Linked DNA regions of Mus musculus: region 2 is linked to region 1. Evidence: chromatin contacts called from public HiChIP or PLAC-seq data. All regions are on one chromosome and are shown on one strand. The core of a region is the stretch at or near the end of the contact, and the rest is flanking DNA. Distances in the headings are between cores, read along the strand shown. Region 1 has its middle 210 kb from the start of Gm22974. Region 2 overlaps Adgrl3 (adhesion G protein-coupled receptor L3).

What was found. HiChIP or PLAC-seq counts read pairs in DNA pulled down with a chosen protein or histone mark.
Region 2: a contact with region 1 is called in an H3K27ac HiChIP or PLAC-seq map of the NIH/3T3 cell line, with 6 times the contacts expected there. The contact joins two enhancer-like sites. A contact is called at or near these places in 2 of 484 Hi-C or Micro-C datasets (the MC38 cell line and tail fibroblasts) and 1 of 115 datasets of contacts at active chromatin or transcription factors (the NIH/3T3 cell line).

Annotation. Positions count from the first base shown.
Region 1 is chr5:80,680,633-80,686,299 of GRCm38.p6, forward strand. No RefSeq gene overlaps it. Among named protein-coding and RNA genes, the nearest start is that of Gm22974, 210 kb to the right of the region's middle. Within about 2 kb of position 3,464, at least 27 of the 459 cell types and tissues checked have an H3K27ac peak or open chromatin away from gene starts, as enhancers often do. A contact at or near this core is called in the NIH/3T3 cell line and tail fibroblasts, where this site is marked.
Region 2 is chr5:81,362,366-81,368,032 of GRCm38.p6, forward strand. The region is part of intron 5 of Adgrl3 (adhesion G protein-coupled receptor L3); the gene reads left to right. Among named protein-coding and RNA genes, the nearest start is that of Adgrl3, 340 kb to the left of the region's middle. Within about 2 kb of position 3,081, at least 46 of the 459 cell types and tissues checked have an H3K27ac peak or open chromatin away from gene starts, as enhancers often do. A contact at or near this core is called in the NIH/3T3 cell line and tail fibroblasts, where this site is marked.

The sequences.
Region 1 (5,667 bases), core at 2,214-4,713:
GAATTTTAACCATAGCCCCCCTTGAATCCTCCTTTGTACGTAGCTTCTTTGGGTCTGTGGATTACAGTGTCGTTATCTTTTATTTTATGTCTAATATCCACTCATACGGGAGTACATATCATGTTTGCCTTTCTGTGTCTGAGTTTTGTCACTTAGTGTGGACTTTTTTAGTTTCATCCATTTGCCTGCAAATATCATGATTCATTTTAACAGCTGAGTAATTCTCAATTGTGTAAACATACTACATTTTCTTTATTCATTATTCAATTGAAGGATGTATAGGTTATTTAAAAATAAAGCCTTGATGAACATCCTTGTGGTAGGATGGATCATCCTTTGGGTATATGACCAAGTGGTTATAAACAAGTCTTGAAGTACAATGATTACCAGTTGTCTGAGGAAACACCACACTGATATCTATAGTGTCTGTACAAAATTTCACTCCCACCAGCAATGAAGGAGGGTTCCTCTTGACTCTCATCCTCACCTGCAGGGAGTTGTAAGCTCAGCATAAGCCCAACTTTCAAGTGGCCAACAGTGAGTGGCACAGTTTCCAGAAGTAGGTCAGAGATGAATATGTCATGAGTAATTAAACGCAGTCAGATGAGAAAAATGCAGCACAGTATACAAGCTATTGACAAATAATTCCAGACACTAGGAAGAAAATAGAATTAAAATGCTATGAACATCAAATCCTGTGTATACACACACACACACACACACACACACACACACACACACACACACACAGAGTCAGAGACAGAAGTTAGTTGATTTGAAGAGATGAGAGAAGTGCATGTAAACATGTTATCTCCTTCAGAATAACCATTGTTTTAATGCTACTGTGTGTATATTTTTACCATAGCTATCATTGAGTGCAGCAACTGCACATATAATGGAATCTCATTAGATGTCTATTTTACCTACTCTGCTCACTGCAGAGGACAGACAGTTTGACTCCAAACCTAAACATCAGCTCCAAGCTCTAAGCTCTGAAGTGCTCAAAATAGTTTATGTCCATGTATAAACTGAGCCATCAGAAATAGGACCTCAATCCATTAAAATGTCAGGAGATCAAGCTCACAATGAGGCAATGGCTAAATTCCAAAGCCCAGTGTCTTCTCCATTGTCAGAGCCTCCAGATTATTTAGGTGGTTGCTTTACTAACATGGCAGCCAAGAAGATTTGTGTCCTCAGAGACTGATGGAGTGGTCAATTCACTATGTCCCATGAACTACAAATAATAACTAGTTAGAAAAGAAAATTCAAACAAGCTTCTTTTAAATAACAATAAATCATTAGGAAGTCCCCCAGTATATTACTGTGCTCAGGGTCATTATATATAATGTTTAACACACATCCCATGGGGAAATCAAAAATAATATAACTAGAACATACTTATTCTGTAAAACTATAGATTATTACTTTGAGACTTTTGAAAATATAACTTACCATGACAGAAACAATCATAAGACATATTCTTTATTTTGCTTTTTAGTCTCTTAATCACTAGGAACGTTTATGTTTTGAAAACTACTAACATTTTTATACTACAATTCAATAAAATTTTTAGCAATCAATTGTTTCAAAGCTAGGGTTCCACTGCTAATTATAATTGTGATGGTTTAATACTATCCACTTTTTCCTGGTATCCACAAAAGAGAAGATAATCCTATAATTCTTATGGAGTAATAATAGTGCATTCCTTTAATGAATAATCTATATTTGAATCTACATAAAACACAGCATTTATGCAGCACTCTATTTATTTGTCAATGGTCATCTGTTGCCTCTGTATTAGGAATTAACCCTTATAGGCAAATGTGACTGAGGAAAAAAATGTTTTCTTACTAGAGTGTTCTATAAAGATTTTTGAAGAAATTATTTACCTAATATAATATTAAATAAAAGTGATTACAAGGTCCCCAATGAAGGAGCCAGAGAAATACCCAGGAAGATGAAGGGAACTGAAACCCCATAGAAAGAACATCAATATGAACTAACCAGTACCCCCAGAGCTCCTTAGAACTATACTACCAATCAAAGAAAACACATGGTGGAATTTGTGGCTCTATCTATAAAAGTAGCAGAGGATGGCCTAGTAGGTCATTAATGGGAGGAGAGGCCTTTGGTCTTGTGAAGACTCTATGCCCCAGTATAGGGGTATGCCAGGACCAGGAATGAGTGGGTTGGGTAGCAGGGGGAGGAGGGAGGGTATAGGGGATTTTCAGAGGGAAAACTAGGAAAGGGGATAACATTGAAATGCAAATAAAGAAAATATCTAATAAAGAAAAAAAAGTGATCTGAGTGTGATGTTAAATTCCTGCAATCTCAGAATTTTGCAGGTGGAAGCAGGAGGGGCAGTTCAAGGCCAGCCGGAGCTACATGGTGACTTTGAGGACAATGTAGGCTACATGTAAACCTGCCTCAAAAATCAAACAAACAAACTAGGCATAAGTTAGATGTAACACCATTTTGGTAAAAATTGGGTAGAAGAAATATAATTTACCTTTCTACATTTAAAATGGAGAAGAAGAGAGGGAAGAAGAAAAAGTTGTAGAGCATCTAACTCTGAAGTGTGTGCCTGTGCATGGGCGTGTTCACGTGTGTGTGTTTGTGGCTTGTGTGTGTTTAATAGCTTAGGAAGGAACAAACGAACCAGACTAACATGGTCGCTGATCTGAATTCTTGTTTTAAAATAAGGAACATAAACAAAAACAAAGAAAGCACAAGAATATATAACTACATTTTTGCAAGTTCTGTGCAGAAACAAAAGGCTATGTTGTGAAGTACAGATGTGGAGAGAACACATGTGGTCTCAAATGATGGCCCCATTCTCTCTCAGCATGAAGGTCATTTTTATACTTGTGGAACCTGTTGTCAGGACACTGAAAGAATGGAAACATGAAGGACAAGGCCCAGACAAGGCTATGACGAGGTCCTGAGTAAAAAGCTGGCCTCCCACATTCTTAGAACCTCACAATAAGTTACTGTGCTGCGTGGGTTTCTGCTTCAGTGAGTCAGTTAATGTCAGCAAAACAGTGACCACTATTGATAGGTATTTAGTCATAATCCATTGTATTCTTATAGGTCCTTTAATCTTTGTCCAATTAAAAGAGTTCTGTTATGTCTTGCTAATATGTCTTTGGCATGGCAGGGCCATATGAGTAAGCAGAGATTCATCACAAGTCTGAGAGTTCATGGTAGATATGTGAGAAACGGGGAAGCAGAAGAGAAGAATAAGGCATCTTACTCCATGTGGGCACTCTTCAGATCCCAAGGCATCTCACTCTATGTGGGCACTGTTCCGATCCCATAGTCTTTGCACTTGTGAGCAGCAGCTTGCCTCTAGTCAAAGCCTGACTCAGCCGTGTTGACATTCACACAGCTTTGTGACTACTGTTGACTCCTTGTGTGTTTCCAGAAAAGACTTAGCAAACGTGCATTTGCCCCAGATCAGCGACCACTCACAGACCAGTCTGATGACTCTATCAAAGTACAACTTGGTGAATCAGTGAGTTTACGGATGTTATTTACAAGAGCATGGATGAGAAATTACTCACAGGAGTAAGAAGGATTCCAAGGCAGCCATATCATCAAATAGCCCACCACAGCAAGATTCAGATCCCATAAAAGCTGCTTTCCTGCTGGGAATTTCAGGCAGCTCCAGAGGTTTGGTTCACAATTATCTTTCAACAGCTTGGCTGGTCTGCGTATCTCTCTCCAGCAATTCCTTGCTGATTTGTAGACTTGGGAAGAGGCTTTTGAACACTGTTATTTCTGCTTTCTCAAACTTGTGATCCTGTTTAATTCCTAAGTCTCATGGTGCTCTCTCCACCCTCCAGAAGAGGTTGTTTCAACTTACAGGAAAATGCTACACAATATACCTTTGGACTATATTTATAGTATTGATCCTTAAGTTACTGAATGTTTTCTGTATGTGTTAAAATATTTATGTTTAAATACATATTCAAAATATGGTCCCCCTAGAAGAAAAGATAGGTAGAAAATTGAGACACTAAAATAAAGCCCATTCTGGTTAGAACATAACTTTTGTACATTTACACAGGTTAGAACACAAGCTTATGTTTACTGTCTTTGAAATTACTTCCGGAGATATAGAAACCACTAAAGGCTCAACGGAACATTTATCTCATAAAAGATATCACTCCCTTTTCATTTTTATGTTTCAAAAATCATTTTCAGAATTGGTAATTAAAGAAGAAACTGTGGAATAATGTTGTGACTAAAATACTTTAATTTTATTTGTGACATATAGACAGACAGAAGTTTGATGGTAATTTATAAGTTCAATCTCATGTATTATCATTGATTAATTATTTGCCAATACAGGTAGATCCATAGAATTGCAAATAAATAAAATTATGTCTCAAAGGATGCAAAAGTTTTACAAGTTTTTCCTATTGTAAATATTCATAATGAATTGGTGTTTTTCATTTGTTGGTGTTATTTTAAGACAGGCTCTCCTCATGTATATATGGCTATTCTAGAAGTCACTATGTCCTGGTGACATTTTCCACATGACAATGCGACAGTGACTACATACCCCATAAGCAAATTTATATTTTACTTTATAATTATCTGGCTCCTATTATATAGAATCCTCTTTTTTATCACTTTATCATTGTTTATATTTGATAAAATGGAAGTTCAGAGTGTGAAATTAGAGGTTAGATTCGTGTTTATTCCTGATGTCAATTCTGAGCTTCTCCAGCTTGCACCATGAGCAAGTATAAAGCAATGCCGACATAAGTTTGCAAGGAAAATTATGTGTTGCCAGGATCACCAAAATAAAATATATTGTGCTTTAAGACATCATAACAGCAAAATATATATTGTTTTTCATTTCATGCTTCTTAAACACTGGGCTCGTTTTCTGAATCAATCTTCTTTACTCTTGTATCTGCCTTTAGCACAGCTTGTTCCCCATGTTGTTTACAAGCTGAATTTTCCTGCTCTTCTTCACATTTATTTTTTCCATGGCTATCCATAAGCTCTTTTTATTATTAAGAACTTAATGTTCCATTAAGTAAATTTTAGTATGTTAGCATGTATAAGTACATGTCTTGAATATCCTCATTGGTAATATTTTGACTTTCAGATAGAGATAGGAAATATCTATACTTACAGTCATGAGACACATGGTTAGGCTTATGATACGCATAAATAAATAAAGATATATACTCCTGGGCATTCGGCTACATTCTTTGTCATTGCGCTTACTGGCAATATTGTTCTTGACTTTCTTCCAAAAATAATAAATGTTCTCCCTTTATTCTCATCAAAGTAACCTTTAATTACTAATTTTGTATTTATAATTCTAAACTCCAGATATGCCTATCTTTCTATAAGAGTATGGCTGTTGGGAAATGGCACTGCAATAGTGATCCTGACATGTGAGAAATATTAGCAGTTGTTACCTGATAGTTTTGAAGAGACCTAGAGATTTGTTTAGGAGATATACATTAAGAGTTCTTTTTATTTGTATTACTATATCCATGGGTTTTATGATATGGTGACAAAAATTTTCTGTTTCACTTCATATATTGTTATCTCTGTATTCCTAGTCTGCTGTATTTCTAATTTAATTCTGGGAAGATATAATAGACATATGACAATCATTACATAATCACATGATCAGCTATA
Region 2 (5,667 bases), core at 1,831-4,330, 680 kb after region 1:
TAATGATGGGCACCGCAGTTCCAGTGGATAGAGCTGTCTTTCAGTGGCATTTATAAGTCATTACTAATGTAAAATTATCCAGCAGGCTGACTGCTTGTCTTTCACTCTTTAATGCTAAAGTGCCACAGGTCCCCAGAGTCACAATTAATAAGAGCACTCAAAAATAACCTTAGGAATCTCCCACAGGGTGTGGTTTCCTTACAATGCAAGTTTGCCCTTGGGCTCTTTGGCTCCAAATCATTGATCAGAATTTGGTATCTGGTATTTTTATTTGATTGTTTGTGTTTCTTTATACAAATCATGGGAGAAATCTAGGATGGCTCTGGCAATTTTGTCAGAAAGAAATTCCGATTACAGGAGTGAAAGTATTTATAAAACTGAGCAGGAATTCTGTGTGCTTAGCTTAATAATGCAGCAAGCAACGTACTGATTGAGACAGCTGTGTGTTTAGAGCATAGCAAAGGTCATTGCTAAAGTGTCACAGGTTTTGAGGTTAGTAAAATATATATATATATTTCATATTTTCTTGGATGTGTAGGGTTCATCAAACATGAGATTTTTATTTTTCTTTGACATTCTTATGTACATATGTTGACTTATCTTCCCCCATATAGTAGCCCAGATTCCTTACTGTAAAATTTGATAACATTCTCTCAAATGGAGGTTCAATGGAATACTACTTTAAAAACATTTGCCAGCTAAATAGCTGGGCAGTGGTGGTGCATGCCTTTAATCCCAGCACTCAGGAGGCAGAAGCAGGCAGATCTCTGAGTGCAAGGCTGCCTTGTCTATAGAGTGACAATAAGGGTTACCCAGAAAAACCCTATCTTAAAACAACAGAGAAACAAACAAAATAAATTGCCCAGCCGCTTTCTTCATTGGAATTTTTCTACTGTGCGTTTTAGGAGTAAGAAAAAAAATGACACTTGAAATTGCTATTTGGTAAAACACTAATGTATAATTGTTTTTGCCTTTGAGCCCCCTGTCTTTTACTAAAGAGATAAAGTTTAAGAGATTGTTTCCCATTTTTAGAGAGCTACCTACTTCTTACCCTAGTTCACTGTTTCTTATCATCTAACTTCTCCTATCTGGCTATACTTATCCATTTCTCATTTATCTATCATCTTTCTATCTATCCATCTATCTATCTATCATCTATCTCTCTATCCATCTATCTATCTATCTATCTATCTATCTATCTATCTATCTATCTATCTATCTATCTATCTATCATCTATGTATCTTTGTATCTATGTATCTATCTTTGTATCTATGTATCTATGTATCTATGTATCTATCTAACTATCTATCTATCTATCTATCTATCTATCTATCTATCTATCTATCTATCTATCATTATCATTTATCTACATTCATATTTCCTGTCTTTAAATTAGCTGGGCACATATCCTGGAGATTACTCAGTTGTTTTTCTCAGAATCTCTGAGGATTCCTACAATGGGCCCACTTTACTTTAAAGAAGGTTCTTATTAAGCATCTGGCAGAAATCGGCACCACTTCCTAGCCTCCCAAGAACATATCTATTGTATCCAAATCCATTTTCATGTTCCAAAACACTGCTGAACAATGGTCCTAGGACTTGAACTTTCCTTTTTTGCTCTATTGGTAAACGGGAGATTATACAACTATTGCCTTAAGAAGCAAAAGAGAACATTGTGTGTAAAATCATTTTAATGAGGATTAATGAGAATAATCCCTAGCAGAGGTATTGGTGCAGAACGAGAGCTTAGTCATACTTGAGGATTATGAATTTCATCACGTATTGTTCTATGTATGGGATAAATGAGAGTTTATATAATACACTTAGCACTGTGCTTGGCCCAGAGGAAGCACTCAGATAGGGTAGCTACTTAATTATTGCTGTCAACACCACCAATATCCCCAACCCTTGCCGCCCCCTCACCCCATCGAGTTCCAGCCTTTGTTGTCTGAGCAGTCAATGAACTGATTTATTTGCAGAGAGATGACTCAGTGCTTATGAATTGTATTTCCATCCCTGTTCATTTTTGTCTGGTGAGTCGGATGTCTTCATGCGGTTGTCCATCATCTGCCAGTAGGAGCTGCTTTTGTTTGTGGCCTTGGTGGATAGTTAAATAAAAATTAGGAAATGGAAAAGTTTAAAAATAAAAGCTTGGATTGCACCCACCATGCCACTGAGTATGACTAGGCTGAATTTGGCTCGGTCTTGTTCGCTAATCGTCCCTGAGTCTGACACATACTGGCAGTCGCTATCCCCAGCACAAATGTTCATGCTTTATAATATTTTGTACTTAGAGTGTTGACATATTTGTTATGAGTTACTTTGTTTCTTGCCAGTGCCATAAGGGGAGGAAAGTGTGATTCAAAATGTAGGAAACATGAAAATCAAGAATAAAATATTTGTACCTCTGCACCTTATTTGTTTGCATTCTTGTCAGGGTATATAGCTTGCTACCTGAAGAGGAAATGACAGGCTATTTATTCATCATGATATATATATATATATATATATATATATATATATATATATATATATATTGTCTAGTGTCATATACATACACACACACACACACATATATATATATACTATATATTATATAAAACAAAAATATTACTTTGTGAGATGGTAAAATGGCTTAGCAGAAAAATTGATCTTTATGTACAAATGGAGAGACTTGATTTTGATAGCTGACTCCTGGTAACCTGAGTTTGACCCATGTAGAAAGGTAACAGAGAACTGCTTAACAGAGATGCCATCTGATCTCGGCTCTCGAGTTGTGATATATGGAGGTGCCCACAATACAATACCATAAATAAAATTCTAAAAGTAATTTAGAACAATAGAATCTGACACCCGATACTCTCCGAATGCCCCCTTTTCTTTAATAATGGCTATGTTCTCAAGGAGGCAGTTCCTTTTTTTGCTTTTGATCTGTAGTCACCCTCTACTGAGTCACAGGATGAGATTCGAGTAGCAACATTGCCAAGAACACTTTCTGAACTCATTGCCTGCAAAGGAAGCCTTTCCAGTGCTGTTAGTCCCAACTTTAACCAGGCAGCATTGAGGAAACCTTCCCTAACTTCCTGATTCTCCAAGAGTCCGTCATGGTGCTGAGCTAGAGCACTCCCATTAATCATGTGAGTGGAACAAAGCAGACAGAGAAGCCAGGGGACAATGCTGTATTGTGCCTTTTGTCAGTTTTTAAACCCATAGTTGGTAACTCATAGGATTTATGCAATTAAGAAAAATTTCATGAGATAACTCATGTTGGCCACAATGGCTAATAAGGCATGCTCTCCCCCGCCCCCCGCCCCCCTCCCCCCCCCCCCCCCCGCTTTGGAGAGTAATGGTTAAATATTAAATACCTCTGACAGACAGAAAAACTCAGTTCTGTTCATCTGTCATCATTTTAAAGTGCTATTTTAAAATAATCTGAAAGGCTGGATGGATTCTAGTCCTCGTCCTACGGCATAAGAAGGCTGTTGAGAAACAGCATGTGTTCTGGAGGAGGACAGACCTTTAATTCATCAAGATGTAACTATTCAAATTATGTCTCCATTATAATCTCATTCCAGCTCTAGACCAGGTGCAGAAACAGATTTCCTGATGTGTCTTATTTTCCATAGGAATAACTGTAACATACTTATTTAAAACAACAAACAAACAGAATCCAATTGGGAAGTAGAGGAGAGGTGAGAGGTGAGAGGTGATAAGTGAGAAGGAAGAGGGGAGAGGGGAGGAGGGAGAGAGGGAATGGGGAGAGGGGAGAGGAGAGGGGGAGAGAGAAAACAACTCTTGTTCAGTTTGACCAACTGACTTTGTCATTTTGAATAGAAGCCATTTCTCTAGCTTTCTCTTTGATGAATATTAGCCATCATTTTAGAGATCAAGTATTCTCAGGACATTTTCTCTTCATTATGAAACACAGTTTTCCATATCTGCCTCATAAATATTTGTTAATTACAACCAATAAATCTTAGGAAATTTTCTCTATTAAATTATTATTTTAATTCTCAATGAAATTGAATTTGGAAGTTGTCTTTAGATGGAAGATCAACTTCAGTCACTCCTCAATAAACTTGTTTTTATTTTGTCATATCATGTAGCTATTGTTGAATAGTTTTGTCAAACCCAGATTTTCCATCTTTATGCATAATTAAATATAATGTTCCAACTCAGTGTAGGGTGCTTTGAAGTCATCTTTAAATTTATATATAATGATGTATTGTTTTGACACCACTGATTCTGTTATAAGAAAATTAATCTTGTTGAAGGGACAAAAAAGTAGAACTGGAAAAAAAAAATATAAGTCTGTAGGACATGGATGTATCAGCTTATGCTTAATGACTCTGATGCTTTGAATTGGAGGATCTATGAATGGAGATTCGTTAGATTTTTCTCTAAAGCATCCTTCCTCTGTAATTTCCTCGTGCGTCTGTGGATTTCTAGACTAGGTATTATGAGGATTTATGATTCCCAATTCGTGACTATGAAAAGTCTGAAGCTATTTTGATCTTAGGATGGGGCTCTGCAAGAATTTGCTCAGATCTCAGCATCGCGGGAGATTATTAACTTATTAGGACTAGTGTCTGACAACGTGGGCACTTTAAACACAGAATTTATTACCCTGCTGCTCTGAAAATATGAGGTGAATGTTTCTGGCGAATTCCTGCTTAAGGCTATGAAGTCTCCAGACTTCACTCTGTGGTGTCTTCTCTCTGTGTGTCCAAATTTTCCATTTATGAGAACAAGTGGATCACTCTAAGGATACCATTTTAACTATTATACTCCTTAGAGACCTGTTTTTAAATAAGATCTCATTTTGAGGTAAGAGGGATTAGGATTCAATATAAACATTTGCAGAATAGGATTTAACATGTGGTAGCAAAGATTGAGTTTTTTTTTTTTTAAAAAAGACTCTGAAATAGTCTTCTTTTTTTCTCCTTATCAAGAATGTGTGTATATCTTTATTTACTTGCCTCTTAGTTTTATTTTATGTTTAAGTTTTTAAAGTTTTTTATATTAGGAATTAAACCTGGTACTAGTACACACTAAGTGTAATGTTACTCCTGTAATGTTACATTTCAGCATTTATTTCTGAGTAATGTTTTTTTTTTTTTTTCTGGTCCTGGGTATTGAACCTAGGGCCTGGTGAATGCTAAGCAAGAGATCTAACTTTGAGCCTTATCAGCAGACCTAAATTTGTATCAGTATTTGTGTTTTGTGGTAAAGAACTTGAACCTATTTAGGGGAGAGAGTGGAATTTTTGCTTAGTCTTAGTAGTTCTACTGCTTGTGAGAAAAGTCAAGACATAGTAGTAAAAGCTAAAATTATGAATTGAATATGACAGCTTATGTCAGGAAGTTTTTGGCAATTTGCCATTTCCATGCAGTAATTTAGTAGTTTTCTACTATGTTTATTGTCAATAACAGTACATGTATACTCATTTTATTATTCCCTATGTCTATTTTGAAGTAATATTTCAGTGTTTTTTCTTCTGACAAAAATTTAATCTATTTGTTCTACTAAAATATAACATCGCAACCTATGCGACATGGAAGCACCCATGTTGTATCATCAATCACTTTCAACTTGGACTCTGAGCTTTAAGGATGGTATTAATCTCTTCCGTCCTTCACTTTCCGTGTTTCATGATAAGGAAATAG